2 separate regions of the Rattus norvegicus genome follow, and region 1 is linked to region 2. A link is a contact called in public Hi-C data. All regions are on one chromosome and are shown on one strand. The core of a region is the stretch at or near the end of the contact, and the rest is flanking DNA. Distances in the headings are between cores, read along the strand shown. Region 1 holds the start of Mtus2 (microtubule associated scaffold protein 2). Region 2 overlaps Mtus2 (microtubule associated scaffold protein 2).

Region 1 (3,406 bases), core at 347-2,846, 190 kb before region 2:
ATCTCAGTGCCTTGCCTTGTGCTACCATGGCCTAGAGATACTGATCTTTTCCACGGTCCTTGCTAGGAGGGCATTCTGTTGGCTCAGCACTGAGATCAGCAGGGTACCAGCAGGGCAAGGAGAAAAGACTTACTCACTTTGTGTTGGGAAGACAAGCCTGAGAAGAAATGTGTTGAAGAAGCTGGTGCCTGTCGTCTGGAGTGTGAGGCTAAGGTAGAAGCTAGCCAGAGCTTTTGTAGAGAGTTTAGTGAACACCAGGAGCTGACTTAGTGGAAAATGGTCGGGTTTGCCTGTGGGCGGGGCATGCATCCCCGGAGGAGTGAGAGTGGCCCGAGGAAGGAGCTGTAGCGTCCAGACCTCATTCCTTTCACCTAGGAGACACCAAGCTTTACAGAACACCCAAATAGGAAAGTGAAGGGCTTGCAGGAGGCTTTTCTATCTTTCTAGGTTTAAGTCAGGCTGGGGGTTTGTGAGTTAGGGGAAGGGAAGGACGAAGGCTTAAATGAAATGCGCTTAAAGGTTGATTTAGATTAGACTGGACTTTGTAATAACAGCCAGTCAGACCGCTTGTTAACACCCGAAGGTGACAGGAAAAGCCATAAAATGTGCCCTAGATTCTTCCAGAAGAAATGGGAAGCCACATAGAATAATGTAAAAAGACAGCCGTGTGAAAAGCGCTCTTTCATGATCTCTCTTCAGTATATAGACCAGTTAGTAAATAACTAAAATAAAAATCAGTTGGTATAAAATGTTGCTCGGCACAGCAGTGCTGGGGTGGGGGAGGGAGCGCAGTTTCCCACACTCTCGACCCCCAAGAGAAAGCGAGCAAGCGAATCAGCAAGCCCATTCTGCTAGCACCTCGTAGTCATTTCTCTGCCAGTCTGTCCCAAGCCTTGGGAACCAGAGGCTGCTGAAGCCCTCAAGCTGTCTTCAGGCTTCCCAGGTGCGCTGCTTTCAGGCGACCTGGAAGAGCCACTGAGAAGTCCCGCGTTCATGTTTACTTCCGAGGAATGGTGTGCATTTCGAAGCAGACAAGCTCGCGTTGAGCCAAGAGTCTTTCAAGTGGGTAGCCGGCTACGCATTGCCCCCAGAATTGGAGGCAGAAGCAGGAGGATATCTGTGAGTCCCAAGTGAGATCCTGCCTCAAACAAAAAGACACCCCACCTCACCCCGCAGCCCCGCCAAACCCGCACACAGCCTCTCACACAAAACCCTTTCACAGCCACTTTAGTCTCTTGTCCATCAGCCCCCCTACCTCCCTTCCAAGTTCTCCCGCCGGACCCCAGCTCTTCTTGCCGCACGTAATTAAAAGAGGCTCTCTCTTCCGATTGGACCACAGCACATCCCACTCGTGGGAGTCCGGGCTCTAGGTCGGCGACCTCAGGCTGTTTCCCCTTTCCCTGGGGTCTGAGGCTGAATGCTCAGGGCCACTGTGGTCCCGTGAGTGCAGGGTCGTGTCCAGCCGGCAGAGGGCGCTCGGTTCCCCCACGGGGCTCCGGCCGAGAGGAGGCGCCGGGGCTCGTGAGCATCTCCGGGCGGCCGGGAGGGGGTGCGCGCCTTGGGCCGCTGCAACCCGGCTTCTGTCACCGCGGACGGCACCTCACTGGAGGGTGGGCGGGAGCGGCGTCTTTGTCCGGCGAGGCGTCCTCAGCCCGGGCCATCCCTGTAATCGGAGCCGGGTGGCCTGGGCGGTGCCCAGCGGTGAAGTGCGCGGGCGGAGGGCTGGCTGCGGCCACGGCCCCAGGTACCCTGGTGCCCCAAGCTCGCCACCTGCGCCACCTCTGCCCGCGCTCTGTCAAGTTGCAGAAGACCCGGGTGGGTCAGGAGTCTGGACGCGTGGGCGCGTTGCAAACTCCAGCTGCGAAGGAGCTGCGAGCGGAGGTAGCCCGGCCGGGGATGCTCCCGGAGGCTGCCCTGGTCTCTCTGCACATCCTTCTTGGCTCCTCCAGACTCAGGTGAGCGACTGTCGTCCGCGCGTCCCGATCTGGCTGGAGACAGGTGCAGAGCGGGGCGGAGGCGGTGCCTTTCCCTGGCTTCTCTGGCATCAGAGCGCCCGCTCCCCGCTGCCCACATCTTCTGCTCCGCCGGAGAGAGGCTGCAGCCCACTCGCACCTTCCGGGGATGCCAGGTTGAGCACGGTGTTTCAGAGGCGACAGCGGGTTAGCCTAAACGAGCTCCCACCCCTCTCCACCCCCAGCTCGGGATAATTCGGTCCGTGCCTTCGTCTTAATTTAGCACCGATGTGTTATTTCCTTGGAGCTCTAGAATGGTAAGGCTTGCTCCATCCATTTTTTTTTCAACCCCCTTCATTCCGAGTCTGTGCAGGGAAAGGAACTACAGGCTTGCAAGTGATGTTACTACCGTTCTATTTTAGATACAAACACCCAGAGAAGTACGCTTGGCGGCGTGCCAGAGGCGCCTGCACTCTTTGTTATGTAAGTGCTTCACAGGAATATTTGGTATCTGGTAAAGTTAGGAGCGGTTACCAGAGAACGTAAGAGCGCAGGAAGTCAGAGCCATAATTTCTGTCCTAGATCAAAACTTTCCTTCAGGATAAGCATACGATGGCTTCGATATCATTTAAAGGCGACGCGAGGTCCTTTCCAAAAAAAAAAAAAAAAAAAAAATCATACGGTAAAATCTCAAGCGTTAAGACACAAAACAGGTTTTTATGAAGTCTGTTATGAAAACCAGTGGGACGTCTCTGACAAGAAATAGGTGGGAAGTGATTTAAAGAAATAGGTCCCCCGTCACATAGCCTTTTTGGCTTTTAAACTGTTAGGTTTATTTTGCTGTCACGTGGGCACGGCTAATTGTGAGTTGATCGCTAATAAAGATCTCTGCTCACACGTACAGTAATTTTTCAGGTATAAAGACGAAAGTGGAAGGCATCAGATGCACATTCTGTCCCTACTGGCTTCTGGTGATGGCGTTTGTTATGTGTCTGGCTTTCTGGTGCTTGACATGTGTAGTCAGGGCTAAGACTGTTTGGTGGGTATTGCTTCGGGTTTCGTTTAGTCTCAGTGCAGCGTAAGGTGTGGTTCTGTGGGTTCGAGGTACCACAGCCATGCGTGTGGTGTATAGGGAGAGAAACTTGTGTTGGACTGGAGAGAAGCTAATAGATTTTAGCCCATGTCTCTTTTCATTTAAGTGATTTTCCTGCTTGTTTTTCTTGCAAAGAAAAGCTGTGTGTACCAGGGACCCTTAGTTCCACAAAGGGTACCCATGGGAGTCTTAGTGTGGGGTACAGTACATTACGCAGAGGAAACCCTGAAAGTTCAGTAGTCTTGGGGAGAGGGAGCGTCTTCTTTTGTTTGCATAATAAAAAAAATCAAGTTTCACCAAGGATTATTTTTCTCACTGAATGGACGATTTCATATACTATATGGGAATGCAAACTAGTCAA
Region 2 (3,580 bases), core at 472-2,971:
TTGACATGATGGGATTCTCCTCTGAACTTTCTTTCTGTCAAATGGACGACTGATTTATTCAAAAGACATTCAAAGTCTGGGGAAAAGCTAGGCAATAAACCATGTTCTCTCCTTCGGACCACAGCGTAGGCTGGCTCTGACGTTGTGGGGAAGATGTTGATACAGACAGTGTGGTCATAAATCTCAGCTGTCGTTCGAGGGCTCGTATTTCCCCCCTGTTAGTTTTTTACTGTATAAAATGGGAGCAAAAATTCCATCCTCTTTCCATGAATAGTGATTTTGAGAATTGTCTTCAGCAGTTGTTTATTGGACATATTCTGTCCGCCCCCTAGCTTTTGCAGTGCTGTAAATACAAATCTGGAAAAACTTTGTGTTAATTCGATCTTTATCACTATGGTAAACACCATGACCCAAAGCAACTTAGGGAGGAAAGGCTCATTTGTCGTGGGGCTTACAGTCCATCGTTGAGGGAAGCCAAGGCACAAATAGAGCTAGGAGCCATGGAGGGATGCTGCTTGCTGGCTTGCTCCCTGTGGCTTGCTTAGTTTTCTTTCTGATAGAACCCAGGACCACCTGCCCAAGGGGGAGGGGGGCATGCACAGTGGGCGGGGCCCTCTCACAGCAATCATCAATCGAGAAAACACCCTACGGATTTGCTTAGAAGCCAATCCGACGAAGGCAGTCCCTCCATTGAGGTTCTCTCTTCCCAGGTGATGCCCGCTGGTAATGAGTTGACAAAAACTAACAGGTACGGATCTGACCCATACTTTCCAACAGCTTTAGCCCGGCAGAGAGATCAAGATCAAGTCTGTTGTTTATAGGATGTTTCAGTCGGAGTGGTTCCGGAGTGAGTGACAGAGAAAAGGTGCCATGGGATTTCAGAGATGGTGCGATGAGAAAACAAACCAGAAAGGAGGAGTTAGAGGTCACGGGTGGGGTGGGAAGCAACGTGAAACCAAGGTACTTAAAACTGAGCGATTATGGGGTTGGAGATTTAGCTCAGTGGTAGAGCGCTTGCCTAGCAAGCGCAAGGCCCTGGGTTCGGTCCCCAGCTCTGAAAAAAAGAAAAAAAAACTGAGCGATTATTAAACATATTCACTAATTAAATGAGAAACAAAAGGGAGGGGAAACCCTCATCTTTGACACCTTATATTCTATATCAAAAGGTGATGTTAGTCTGAAAGAGGATCGCAGATGATAAAGCAAAGAAATGGCTTTAAAAAACAAAAGCTGCCCTAAACACGGAGCCTGGCAGAACATTTCCTTGGGTTTTTCTAAATGTGGCAAGCACAGTTTTCACAGAGCGAAGGACACTGTGCACTTTCAATAGCTTATAAATATTTAGTGCCGAGATTACTCACAAACCAGGGATTGCTGGGGAGGCATTTTCCCCTGGCAGTCGGTCTTTTTCTTTCTTTTTTTTTTTTTTTTTTTCCTTTCCTCTCCATCCTGAGACATTAAGACTTAGAAAGGACCAACTGTCATTTAGCTGTGGTATTTGGGAGAACTGTTACCCCGTGTTTCTGTCACTGGGCCAGGACTTGAGTCTCAGGGGAATAATTCTCTAGTTTTCTTTTACAGCTAGAGTTACGAAATAGCCAACTGGGCCTCCACATGGCGGGTTCCCCTGGGGAGAACCTGGAGAGCCATCTTCCCCCTTGGAATCATCTCTCAGTAAACCTACCCTGTCTTCTGCACAGCGTCATGGGTTATTGTATTAGGGGGTGGAATGTGGTCGCAATGAGAGGATGTCAGCTGATGATGGGGGCGATATCGGGCTCCTGGAAGCTAGCTGGGTGAGACTTTACTGTGAAGCGCTGTTCTTTGCTGGCTTGGTGGAACAGAGCACTGCCTCTCAGAAGGAGCCGGGTGTGGTGGTCCGTGGGAGAGGAGCAGAGCTGTGTCTCCCTAAGGTCAGAACAGCGAAAGCCTGTTTGATTTTTATGCTTCTGCTGCCGTGGTGGGGGAAATGGTGCTGAGAGTGGTTTTGAAGAGCGTGGGCCCTGAGCTTTGCTTGGTGCAAATTGAAGAACCAGGTTAGGATTGGGTTGTCCGGTAACGCTGAAGACCCCGGATGGAGTGAGTCCGGAAGTGACAAGGATTTGGCTGTTTTCTCAGTGCCCTTATTGGAGGATTGGGACTGGATTGTGAGGAACTCCTAGCTTTCCAAATGTCTTTGAGTGACTGTGATTGACAGACAGCTGACACCTCCTTTCCGGGACGGAGCTGCGGTTTTCCTTTTCAGTAATAGGTTGCTGTCAAGATCGTCCAAAGCTGAGTGTGTTTGAAGCAAATCAAAAGACCTTCGCTCCACTTCTGCTTCTTGACTGGAGTCAGGCCTGCCTTTATTCACCCGACCCTCGCACTGAGGTTCGTCCAGAAGCCATGCTTCCCAGTCTCATCTTTGGTCCCTTGTTCACTCTTTGCTACTATTCCAGGCTTACTGCTCCCTGAGGCCCGGAGTGCTGGTCCCCAGATCTGCGGTGGCCACCCGTCCAGCAGTGCCCACATCTCACCTGCCCCATGTGACCTTCTGTGCTGACCCACACCAGTGATAGCCTGCCCTCCTCCCCTCCAATCAGCCCCACCAGACCACCAGACACACACCCAGGAAGCTTGCGCAGCGCCTTGTAGTACCATGAGCTCAAGCCAGCGTGGAGGAAGCTTCCGGCCTGATTTCTCTGGTGTCTTACAATTAAAACATGCGCGGCTGTCTTCTGCTCTAGAGCCTTATTATCCAATTGTGGCAAATGACCAACAGCAGTGGTAGCACCCTGTGATGGTTTGGGGACTCAGGTTCCCTTAGCCAGTAACTTGTAGGAAGGAAGCTCTTCCTTAGAGCTGGGGTTTGTGTGTGCTAACTGCATGGATTCTAGGAGCATCATTTTCCACCTCGACGCGCGCTCTGGGTGTTTAAGTTCCTTGACTTGGGGTTTTGGTGTATAGAGACCCAGGCTGCCTTCAACACTCCTTTTATACTTTTGATGGCATCATACTGTGTACAGTGCACAGTGATCACATCCACTCCTCAGTCCCCTCACCCACCTCCAAGTCCTGCAGACCTTCATCCCAGTTCATCCCTCTCCCCCACCCTCTCCCTCTCCACTTCTTCCTTAGCCCCAAGCTCAAAATCACAGCCTATGGCTCTGTGATCACAATGATCATATTGGGTGTCAATAAAGTGACCTTTCCTCCCCCACCCTGCTATTTGAATAGAATTTGCATATAATTTGCATAGAACGTCTTTTCCTGTTTTTTTTCACTTTCAGCCTGTGTTTGGATCTGAAGTAACTATCGCTTTTGTAGAGGGCATGAGTGTGGCCCCTGATGTTGATTCTTCCTTTGCTGTTCTCTATGTCTCTGTTGTGACTGGAGAATTTGATTCATTTACATTTATGGTAATTACCCACAAGGAGGGTCATCTCCCAGTGTGCTGTTTGCTTTCTGTATGTCCTATATTTCCTACATTATTGTAATTTCCTTTATATAAATTATTTTTGTAGTGAAATGTCTTAACTCCTATTCTCTCTCTCTCCATATATATATATATATATATACATATACATATACATATATATAA

What was found. Hi-C and Micro-C count contacts between places; a contact is called where the count stands out from the background.
Region 1: a contact with region 2 is called in a Hi-C map of frontal cortex, with 2.8 times the contacts expected there. The contact joins the promoter of Mtus2 here to the enhancer-like site in region 2. A contact is called at or near these places in 2 of 12 Hi-C or Micro-C datasets (frontal cortex and prefrontal cortex).

Annotation. Positions count from the first base shown.
Region 1 is chr12:12,112,693-12,116,098 of GRCr8, reverse strand. It overlaps Mtus2 (microtubule associated scaffold protein 2), which reads left to right and starts at 1,596. Exons shown (of 15, transcript NM_001374100.2): 1 at 1,596-2,269.
Region 2 is chr12:11,917,797-11,921,376 of GRCr8, reverse strand. All of the region lies in intron 4 of Mtus2 (microtubule associated scaffold protein 2), which reads left to right. It overlaps LOC134481259 (a long non-coding RNA gene), which reads left to right. Exons shown (of 2, transcript XR_010056697.1): 1 at 1-3,580. Among named protein-coding and RNA genes, the nearest start is that of Mtus2, 190 kb to the left of the region's middle. Within about 2 kb of position 1,721, at least 10 of the 93 cell types and tissues checked have an H3K27ac peak or open chromatin away from gene starts, as enhancers often do.